2 separate regions of the Ovis aries genome follow, and region 2 is linked to region 1. Evidence: chromatin contacts called from public Hi-C data. All regions are on one chromosome and are shown on one strand. Each heading gives the region's core, a stretch centred on a gene start, on an enhancer-like site or on the middle of the called end of the contact. The rest is flanking DNA. Distances are from core to core; before and after follow the strand shown. Region 1 holds the start of NPAS4 (neuronal PAS domain protein 4). Region 2 holds the start of LOC101117545 (RNA-binding protein 4B).

What was found. A called contact is a pair of places that touch in the nucleus more often than the background predicts.
Region 2: a contact with region 1 is called in a Hi-C map of muscle, with 4 times the contacts expected there. The contact joins the promoter of LOC101117545 here to the promoter of NPAS4 in region 1. A contact is called at or near these places in 7 of 16 Hi-C or Micro-C datasets (blood, liver, muscle and 2 more).

Annotation. Positions count from the first base shown.
Region 1 is chr21:40,891,204-40,896,879 of ARS-UI_Ramb_v3.0, forward strand. It overlaps NPAS4 (neuronal PAS domain protein 4), which reads left to right and starts at 2,580. Exons shown (of 8, transcript NM_001287463.1): 1 at 2,580-2,754; 2 at 3,459-3,610; 3 at 3,791-3,893; 4 at 4,003-4,276; 5 at 4,461-4,570; 6 at 4,920-5,055; 7 at 5,171-5,676. The coding sequence starts at 2,580.
Region 2 is chr21:41,120,269-41,125,677 of ARS-UI_Ramb_v3.0, forward strand. It overlaps LOC101117545 (RNA-binding protein 4B), which reads right to left and starts at 2,557. Exons shown (of 6, transcript XR_009597853.1): 1 at 2,498-2,557; 2 at 1,416-1,839.

The sequences.
Region 1 (5,676 bases), core at 1,330-3,829:
CAGCACCACGGACAGCGGTGAGTGCGCCATTCTTTCACCGCGGGTCTGCTCTGCTTGTGGAGACCAGCAGGACCCAAACAATAGATACCTCTCGTCATGGAGAGGAACAATAAGAATGTCTCTCAGTCAGGGACAGAGGACCAGTGAGCGGAGAAAACAGGAACCCTGTCCGGGATTCTCATACAAGAATGGGGTCCAAAAATGAATGGTGGTGTGTGTACTCAGTCGGGTCCCACTCTTTGTGACCCCACGGACTGTAGCCCATCAGGCTCCTCTGTCCATGGGATTTTCCAGGCAAAAATACTGAGTGGGTTGCCATTTCCTACTTCAGGAGGTCTTTAAGGGCTTGTCCAAATAGAAGCTTGATCGAGGGGTGTGTGGGTACATCTGGGGTCAGACAGAGATGAAAGTGGAAGAGACATACTTTCTGAAGGAACCTTTTTTCTGTCACCCAGATAAATAGGGTTAGAGATAGTAGCAGGTAGACAGACAGTCATACCCCTTCTGTCCATCTCATTTGTATCACTGAATACAGGATGGTTGATGTGGATGGACCCCCACCTCTGCCAAAATGCACAAGAGGTCAGGATGGGGGCCCCAGAGACCTGCTTCTATGACAGCCTTCTCCTCACCTGGGTCTCCTCCTTCCACTCTACCTCTCATGCCACCACCCTTTTCCATGAAGAGTGAAGACCCCTTGGTGTCAAAGTTTATCTCCATGCTTCCTCTGGGACTTTCTACAATCAGGCCAATCCCTTCCCCCCAAATTTTAAGTGGCTTCACCCCCAGCCCCTCAAATGATTTCACATACACTCCTATCCCACATAACTCAATTTCAGATAAAACGTCCCCTAGCTCATTTCCTTCTCCTTTGATTGGGGGAAACAAAGGCACCCTTCAAACTCCATGCGTGTTGAAAAGAGGGAGATAGGCCAAAAGCAACATGATGCGGGAGACAAAGGTGACAAAGAGAGACTGGAGAGAGCAGAAGGGGAACATTTGAGGAGTGGAGAGCACACAAAGCCAAGACAGACCACCAAGCAGGCAGTGAGATAAAGAAACTATCTGGAGCGGAGCGAGGGGGTGGGATGTGGAAGCTGAAGAAGGAGAGACAGCGAGGAATCCTACCGCCGATGACTGAGCAGGGGTTGGAGGGGAATGTGGACAGCCTGCCCGAGTTAAGGGGTCTCTGGTATGTGCATGGATCGCGCAGAGGGTCTGGCACGGTCCCCTTGCGTCTCTGCTGCTTCCCCATCCTCCCCGCTGAAGGCAGGGGGGAGCCCTTGGGAGCTGTGCGGAGGCAGTCAGGCCCCGCCCGCCGCCGCCGCCGCGGCTGCCGCCGGAGGATTCCTGTCCTAATATGGAGCTGGGATTCCCCCGGTCCCGCCCCCGCCCCCGGCCCGCGGGGAGACTGAGGATTGCAATCAGGGCGGGGAGAGGGGAGCCGCTGGTTCTGGGGGCTGGCAATGGGGGAAGGGATAAACCCAGGCCCTCACCGGGCCCTGGGACCCTGCCTCAGTTTCTCCCATCAGTGGCTGAGGTTAATTAGTTGACAGAGAAACGGAGAGTCCCTGCAGACAGCTGCGTTGCTGTAGGTGATCCTATTTTTGACTGTGGGAAAATAGAACCAAAGCCAAATTCAGCTGGTTCCTACCCCTCAGGACCTCAGGACCCCAGGACCCCATCCCTTCTAGAGAGTTAGACCCCCATGAGACCCGCCTCCCCCGCCTTCCTCACCCCGCCCCCCCGTGCAAAATCACCAAGCCTCGGGTTTGGAAAGGAGGGGGAGGAGATTCACTCTTTGAAAGTGACTAAGGGAATCCCAGACTGAGTCATCCCTAGAGAGAAACCCTGGCTGTGGCCTATCCTACAGAGGCCAAGAAAGATCCTTCCCCGCCCCCACCCCTGCCCCAGACGTACTCGACCTTTGGCAAATAGGAGGGGGAATTTGCGTACCGCTCAGCTCTTCTCCATTCCCTTACCTCCTTAGAAAAATCGTTGTCAGACCAGCACACTCCCTCCCAGCCCCCCCCCCACCCCGTCCTCTTCACACTCTCCTGCCGGGGGCTTCAGACAGCCTCAACCCTAGCCCTGACCCTTCAGGAGAATACACTCGGACACCTGGGTCCCTGCACCCCCTTTCAGGCCTTCCCAAAGCAGCGCCTGCCTCTGGGCTGAGCTGCTGCCAGCAGCGGCCCCCCTCCGCAGCCTCCGTTTCCCCCCCCCCGGCACCCCTCCCGCTCTCGCTCTACGTCACGGGATGACGTCGGAAGCCTGGGAGGGAGGAGGAGCGCGCTCCCCCCTACCTCAGCCAGCCGCTCCCGCTGCAGCTTGCTTAGCCCAGCCTCCCGCCCCCCCTTTCTCTAAAGCGAGCCCCCCACGCCTGACGGGAGCTATATAAGGCGGAACCAGGCAGGCGAAAGGGGCAGCGCAACCGAGCGGAGCCCAGGAGAGGAGAGACAGAGAGAGAAGGAGCCTGAGCGTGAGACGGGAAAGCAAGGAGGAGGAAGCCACCGGTGCGTCGGGACAGAAACGCAGGTGTTCGGAGAGCCCGAGCTGGAGCTCCGCAGCCGCTAGTCATGTACCGCTCCACCAAGGGCGCCTCCAAGGCGCGCCGCGACCAGATCAACGCTGAGATCCGGAACCTCAAGGAGCTGCTGCCGCTGGCCGAAGCGGACAAGGTCCGGCTGTCCTACCTGCACATTATGAGTCTTGCCTGCATCTACACTCGCAAGGGAGTCTTCTTCGCTGGAGGTGAGCAAACCGGGGCTGAGACTCGAGCTGGGAAGCCTCAGAGAGAAGGAAGCTGAGGGAACCCGCTGGGACTGCCGCGGGTCTAGGGAAGCGTGTCTGCGATCTGAGGGTGAGAAAGAACTTGGAGAACTCAGGACTTCCTACTTTGCCTCCTGAGTTCTGTCCAAACCTCACCTTAGTACTGAATAAATGTTAGAGAGCCTGGATAGTGTCCCTAGAGCCAGACTTACGGGAGCAGGAGAGCCAGGACAGAACGGTCCCAGTTCTCACCGGCGCGGAAGCGCTCCGGGAGCCAGGGGAGGGGAGCTTGGGAAGTTGCAGGGACGGAGGCAAAGCCTGGGGAAACACACCCTCTGCTCGCTACCGTGGATGGGCTCATCTGCAGCCGGTGAAGCGCTGTCCACGGTGCTGACAGCATCACCGGGTTGCAACGCTCTGCCCGCGGTGCTGAACGTTCGGTTGGCATTAGAGCGCTGTCCGTGGTCCTGAAACACAGACCCGCCAAACCCTCAGCCCCGACTTAAAAGTCGAAGGGCTCGCTAGCTGGAGAGATCCAGCAACAGGTTCCCGGGGCAAGAGCTGTGGGCAGTAGGTCAACAGGTGTGTGCAGAAGCAGGTCCATGATAAACTCAATCCAAAAGTCTCTCACTTCTGTTTTGCTTCCTAGTCTTACTCCCGATTCACTCTGTCTTCTCACTCTTCAGGCACTCCTCTGGCGGGCTCCACAGGGCTTCTCTCAGCTCAAGAGCTTGAAGACATAGTGGCGGCACTACCTGGATTTCTGCTTGTGTTCACAGCAGAGGGGAAGCTGCTATATCTGTCTGAGAGTGTGAGCGAGCATCTGGGCCACTCCATGGTGAGTGCTGAGGATCCTTTCAGCTTGGACTGCAGTGCAGATGGGGACACGATGAGTTTTCCCGTCCTGAGAGTCTGAGGATTACTGGGGAGGGGGAGTTTTACCCTACAAGATGCTCTATGCCAAAGATTGGCTTTTGTTGCCTTCACTAATGGTCATCTCTCCTTTAACTTTCTCCAGGTGGACCTGGTTGCCCAGGGTGACAGTATCTATGACATCATTGATCCAGCTGACCACCTAACTGTGCGCCAGCAACTTGCCCTGCCCTCTGCCCTGGATACTGGTGAGAACACCCTTCTTTCTCAATTCAATATCCGTCCTACTGCCCTGCTCCTTCCCATTTTTGTCCTCAGCCATTCACCTCCTCACTAGTTTTTCTTTCACTCACCCAGATCGCCTCTTCCGCTGTCGCTTCAACACCTCCAAGTCCCTCAGGCGCCAGAGTGCAGGCAACAAACTGGTGCTTATTCGAGGTCGATTCCACGCTCACCCACCTGGGGCCTACTGGGCAGGAAATCCTGTGTTCACAGCTTTCTGTGCTCCACTGGAGACAAGACCCCGCCCTGGCCCTGGCCCTGGCCCTGGTCCTGGCCCAGCCTCACTCTTCCTCGCCATGTTCCAGAGTCGTCATGCTAAGGACCTGGCCCTTCTGGATATCTCAGAGAGGTAAGCCCAGAGTATTCAGGCCCCAGAAGAAAAGCAGGTCAGAATGAGGGGACCCTAGCTTCTGGAGTCAGGGGCAGGGAGAATGAAATCTAAGGGTGTAGAAGACCTGGGAATGGGGGAGGGAGATGCCTGGGTATCATGCAGAGAAAACAGAAAGCTGATCTCATCCTTTTCACCTTCCCAGTGTCCTAATCTACCTGGGCTTTGAGCGCAGTGAGCTGCTCTGTAAATCATGGTATGGATTGCTACACCCTGAGGACCTGGGCCACGCTTCTGCTCAACACTACCGCTTGTGTGAGTGTCCAGAGAGGCTGAGAAAAAGGCAGGGAGTGGGGAAGGCCATGGGAAATCTGAACAAGAAGGGCTGTGACCAAGATTGAAGTTGGGGAGATACCAGAGGCGCACAATTTTGAATGCCATAGGGTGAGCATTACGATAAGGAGTCAAGGTGAGAATAGAATCAGAACTAGGGGACTCTGAGTGGTGAGGTCAAAATGGGGAGTTGAATGGTGCAGGTGATGGCAGTCAGAAAAGAAGGTGTTATGGATACCCTACTTCAGTGGAGAAGTCAGTCAGCAAGTGGGGAGCTTGGGTGGTGCTGTCTGATGGTTGTTCTAACTCTGCATCTCTTCTTTCCCCTCAGTGGCTGAAAGTGGAGATATTCAGGCAGAGATGGTGGTGAGACTGCTGGCTAAGCCTGGAGGCTGGGCATGGATTTACTGCCTTTTATATTCAGAAGGTCCAGAGGGCCCCATTACTGCCAATAACTACCCAATCAGGTGAGCTGCAAGGCAGGGGCCTGGGAGGCAGCCAAGGTGGAGGAAGAGATACAAATCAGAGAACTCTAGGAACGGACACCAGACCCTTACCAGCTGCCTCTTCTTTCCTCTCCAGTGACATGGAAGCCTGGAGCCTCCGCCAGCAGTTGAACTCTGAAGAAACCCAGGCAGCCTATGTCCTGGGCACCCCGACCATGTTGCCCTCATTCCCGGAGAACATCCTCTCCCAGGAGCAGTGCTCCAGCCCTAATCCACTCTTCACCATGGGGCCTCCCAGAAGCACCAGTTTCCCCAGTGCTCCTGAGCTAGGTGCTGTCTCAACATCAGAAGAGCTTCCCCGAGCACCCAAAGACCTTGGCTTCAGTTACCTGACATTCCCATCAGGCCCTCAGCCTTCTCTTCAAGCAGACCTGAGCAAGGACCTCGTGTGCACGCCACCCTACACACCCCACCAGCCAGGAGGCTGTGCCTTCCTCTTCAGCCTCCATGAGCCCTTCCAGACCCACATGCCCGCTCCATCCAGCTCTCTACAAGAACAGCTGACTCCAAGCACCGTGACCTTCTCTGATCAGTTGACGCCCAACAGTGCAACTTTCCCAGATCCACTGACTAGCCCACTAC
Region 2 (5,409 bases), core at 1,307-3,806, 230 kb after region 1:
TCACCTTTTATCACACAGTGCTTTTACTGCCAAAGCACTTTCACATCTATCACCTCATTCTAGCCTCACTACCATCCTGTGAGGGAGGTACGGCAGGGACCATTATAACTCTACTTTACAAGTGGGGAAAATGAAGCACAAAGAGGTTAAAACACTTGTCCATGCTCATATGACAAATAAATGGTAGCAAGTCTCTACAGTTTTTGCCCCGTGCTTTAATGAGCAGCTAAAAGCCAGGACACCACTGGCTGAAGCTGGAAATATCTGATGCATTATTTGCAATCTCTACTATCTGCAGACTTTCTTACCCTTTTCTGGTCAACTTTTCCTCTTCTCCATTTTTGTTCTGTTTTCTAGGTTTAGTAGAGGACCCTTAAGTACGTCTTTACAACCCTTTTAATGGTACTCAAGAGAAAAAAATGATCTTAATTTATAAACCTGAAAAGTGGATGTAAACATGTGGTCTAAGACGACACTATCAACAAAAAGCTTGTAGGACAGCGCTGTACAACAGAACTTCCTGTGATGATGTAAATGTTCTGTATCTGCACTGATACAGTCACTACTAGCCTGTATGACTTCTGAGTACTTGAAATGTGTGCAGCACAACTGAGAAAGTGAACTTTAAAATTTATTTAATTTCAATTTGACAGCCACATGGGGCTAGTGGCTACCATATCAGCACAGTTCCAGAGGGTCTTCAACCTCCTGTAGTACTAATGATAACGTATGTAGTTTTATTAATGATATAAATAATTCCATATGACACCCTAATCGGAATCTCCTCAGAAGCAGAACCATAATTCCCATTCAACCTAACATTTTTAGAAATGTCCTTTTTTCCCTTTAAGATTAAATGATAGTATGTGGAGCAGAATACATAGCAGTTTTTGGCTCTGCTTATATAGTTCATCACATACTCAAAAGATAACCCCCCAAAATCAGATTCACCACCCAGATTTACAATACAGAGATTCTTAAAGATGTCTTTGTTCTTTCCCACCACGGCCCATTGCCCAGGGCAGTAAGGAGTATAAACCCTATGCATTTAAACTCTCAAATATATAAGGCTTCCTCATCATAACAAAAGAAGCAAGTAAGCCACAGACCTTTATCCTCTTCTCCCATTTGCAGATTAAACTTCCTACAGCACCCAAATGAATGACGCTTGCAGGTAAAAGTGACCTACCGTTTGTGATTCTACAAACTTGTTGAGAAACATCTTGGCAAATCTGAAAAGGAGAAGTGTGTGCTTCTCCAAGAGTTGTGTTTAAGCATGGTAAACATACAATCGTTCTATTATCTCCAGCTAAAGTGGAACGGAAGACACCACCCTGCCAGCCCCATGGTCCTCTGTTCTTGTTTACACCTAGACCCCCACTCGGTTTTGCCACCCAAGCCCCAGAGCAGTTCACCTTGAAACTCTGTGTTGTCAAGGCCCCTGATGGCCTCCACTGCATCCTCAGCCCGCTCCATGTGTACAAAGGCATAATCTTTCACGATGTCACATTCGATGACTGGACCATACTCCTCAAACTTGGCCCGGAGCTCTTGGTTGGTACAGGTAGGACTGATGTTGCCTACATGCAACTTGGTTGAAGCTTTGCTCTTATTCTTGCTGGCTTCCACGTTGATGTTCACCCCGTGCAGCTTGTAGTGGTGCAGGTTGCGGATGGCATCCTCGGCCGCCGTCTTGTCCTCTATGTGCACAAAGCCGTAGTTCTTAATGATGTCACATTCCAGCACCTTCCCATACTGCTCGAAGAGCGAGCGGATCTCCTGCTCTGTGGCCTCCCGGGGCAGGTTTCCGATGAACAGCTTCACCATTCTGACAAGAGCCTGGAAGAGAAGAAAGGAGATTTTCAGAAGTTAGAGGCGAAAGTTTCAATGCACTGCATTTCGGATTAATCCTCCCAAGTTCTTGGCACCTTCAAGATGCTCTCACAGACGCTCCTTTTTTCAGTAGCGGGAGAAAGGTTAGCTCTTAAGGAGTAGTGTAAGCTGTGTGTTAACACGCGAACGGATCGGTTGTCAGCATGCACTGCATAGTTCCTCGTGAAATAAGGCGCCCTTTAAGTAACAGGCTTAGCTTGAAATACTCCTGTTCGGGGGCAGGTAAGAGAAGAATCCAAACGGGGGGGAAGAGGCATATATCTAACTGTCCCTGGTAACAAGGTTTTGGAGGGAAATCTGTGTACCTCTCTTCCGTGAAGCATCACCGTTCAAAATACTTTTACGAATAAAAAGGCCCCCTTTGCCCCAATTGGGACCCCCACCCCCGCCCTGGCGACCCAACTCCAGTGCCTTTTCCCCAACAAAGACTCGACTCGACCCCTGCCCCGCCCCCTCCGGAGACCCGGCCCCGCCTCCTCCCGTTGTCTTCCCCGGACCTCCCGCCCCAAGAGAAGAAACCCAAACCCTGGGCCATCCCCGTCCGCCAGAGGCCCGGCCGGCCCGGCTCTCGGGCTCCCCACACGCCCACGGATACCTTGCGCACCTCCGGGTGGCAGCAGCGCTGGCGGCGGCTCCCGCGTCAGAGAGAACCCTACAAAATGGCGACGGCCGCTCAAACCTCGGCGCGACCGGGGCTTTCTCGCGCGCCACCTGACGCACGCGCGAGTGCGCGCTGCCCACCCCCTCCTCACCCTCGCGGGAGCCAGGCGACCAATCCCGCGGCCGCGTACAAATGGCTGCCCCGGGCTCGGCTCCCAGTCGCCCCGATAGGGGGCGGGGCCCGCTGTTGTCGGCGCGGCGGAGCGGAGGTCAGCCCGCCCCCTGGCCCGGCTAGCCAATCAACACCTTGGACGGTGGTGTGGGTGGGGGTCGGCGCTCACGCGTCAGAAGGCTCTGGGCGCAACCACTGCCTTGGTGAGATCGGAAGCCCGGGAGTCACAGTGGATCATAATGGATCCATTCACAATGGATCGTGCTATTGGGCAGTGTCGGGGGGCGGAGGTGGGGAAGGACGGCCGCTGCTGATGACAAAGGGTTATCCCACTGAGTCCCCGAAAAGCGGGTTTTCTTAGCAATCGGCCAGCCTCTACGGTAGCTTGGGGCAACATTTTAGGAATACAGGTGGGCCACATTTCAAGCAAACCTGGCCTTTTTTTTTTTTTTTTGGTAGAGCTTTATAACATAATTCAAAAAATTTTAATTGAAAACATGTACTTCATTGGTGAGGAAACAGAACCGAAGATGGCAGAGCTGAGATAGCTCGTAGAGGCATTATATCCAGGTTACACTCAAATCAGTTGGGTTTTGTTTGTCACATATACACGAAGGCTGGTTTTCTCTCCCTAGCTAGAGAATTAAGCTCTAATTATGTGTCCTTAACAGTTCCCGATTCGTGGCGAGCACACCAACGAATGCTTGGTATAGAGGACCAGAGAGGTTTCTTGTTTTGGGGACAGGCCAGGGTCTCCACCTCCAGACCAAGCTGCTGGAGGACAGGGCAACTGACCAGGGCATTTTCCAGCTTTCAGAATTCAACTGTGGTCCAAGGGCACCTCCTGCTGGCAAAAAGGAAGTTACTAAGGGGGTTTATTACTCACTGTCACCTTTGGACAAAGAATAGACGTTTATGGAGATTGATGGACTTAGCTTATCTCCAAGTAGAGCATGCCAGGATGTTTGGTCCATCACCATTCCTCCTTGGTATCTTTTCTGATACTATCAGGCACAAACTCTGCATGCTGTCCTCTTCCTCTTCAGCTACTTGGTTACATTTCTTTTACTGAATTCTTTGTTTTCCACCAATTTCAGAAGAGGCACTGTCCTTCCAATTCTGATAACACTCATGCTTATCTCCCACCTAATTCTATTTAACCCTCCCATTCCTTTCTTCTCTTGGTCATTTCCCAGTTTCTCTCTATAGTCAGACTTTTAAAACACCAGCGAGGGACCCCTTTGCCCATTTCTGAAATAGTTTTTACTCATCTTTGCTATTAATTTTTCTAACTTGGATTTCTTCCCAGTGTTTCAGGGTGGATTTTTGCAAACAGTGTGAACCTGCTGTTGCCCACCTCTATGCCTGTGTTTTGGGTTCTATCTTCCTCTCCAATTGCGCAAGTTTTCTGAGGTTACCAAAACTAATATCCTTTTAACAGTTTGCACCCCTCTAAAATTTTTTGTTTGTTCACCATCCTTTCCTCCTGTGTTTTTATACTGTTTCTCCTCATAGCTCTGACCATACCATTCCATCTTCTCCCCCATCTATTTCTCTATTCTTATCTATTCCCTTTTACCTCCCCTTCGCTTTCCCTCACTTTTTGAAAATGAAAGTCGCTCAGTCGTGTCCGACTTTTTGCAACCCCATGGACTATACAGTCCATGGAATTCTCCAGGCTAGAATACTGAAATGGGTAGCCGTTCCCTTCTCCAGGGGATCCTTCCAACCCAGGGATCGAAGCCAGGTCTCCCGCATTGCAGGCAGATTCTTTACAGCTGAGCCACAAGGGAAGCCCTCGTAGGCAACCGTTAAATGAATTTAGAATGTATTATTTTGTGTTCTTGCAAGATATATATTTTTTAAAATTGAAGTATATTTACCATGTCGTGTTAGTTTCTGGTGTACAGCAAAGTGATTCAGTTGTACATATACATATACTCATTTTCATATTCTTTTCCATCATAGGTTATTACAAGCTCTTTATTTATTTGTCTTAGTTGTGGCATGAAGGATCTTTTTAGTTGGGGCATGGAAATGTTTAGTTGCAGCATGTAGGATCTTGTTCCCTGACCAGGAATGGAACCCAGGCCCCCTCAATGGAAGCTCAGAATCTCAATCACTGCACCATCAGGATAGTCCCTACAAGATATTGAATATAATCACCTGTGCTATACCTTAGAACCTTGTTGTTTGTCTATTTTATATATAGTAGTTTGCATCTGCTATTCCCGAACTAATTTTTCCTCCCCTATCTTCCTCTTTGGTAACTATAAGTTTGTCTTCTGTAAGACATGTTTTTTTAATGCACATTTGCTTTTTCCATTACAAAAAATGTTTCATTGTGGACATTTTCAAAAAGGCCCAAATAAAGAATATTATGAAATCTTCTGGGCCCCTTACTCAGCTTTGACAGTTATCAACATTTGCTCATCTTATTTCATGCAGCCCCTTTGCTTTGTGTGTGTGCATTAGGGCTAGAGTTTTTTTTTAAGGCAAATTCCAGTCATAATGTCGTTTCACCTATAAGTTTCTCACTAACTGCCTCTAAAAAATCAGCTCTATGCGATGCTAATATCATGTGATATTGGTATTTAAATTTCTACTGGATTGTCCCAAGTATCTGTTTTTACATTTGGTTTCTCCTAATATGGATCTAAACAAAGTCCACCCTTGTTCATTTGGGTAAATGTTATTTGGGTAAATTAATTTATGAAGATGTTTATGTAAATTGTGTTGTATAG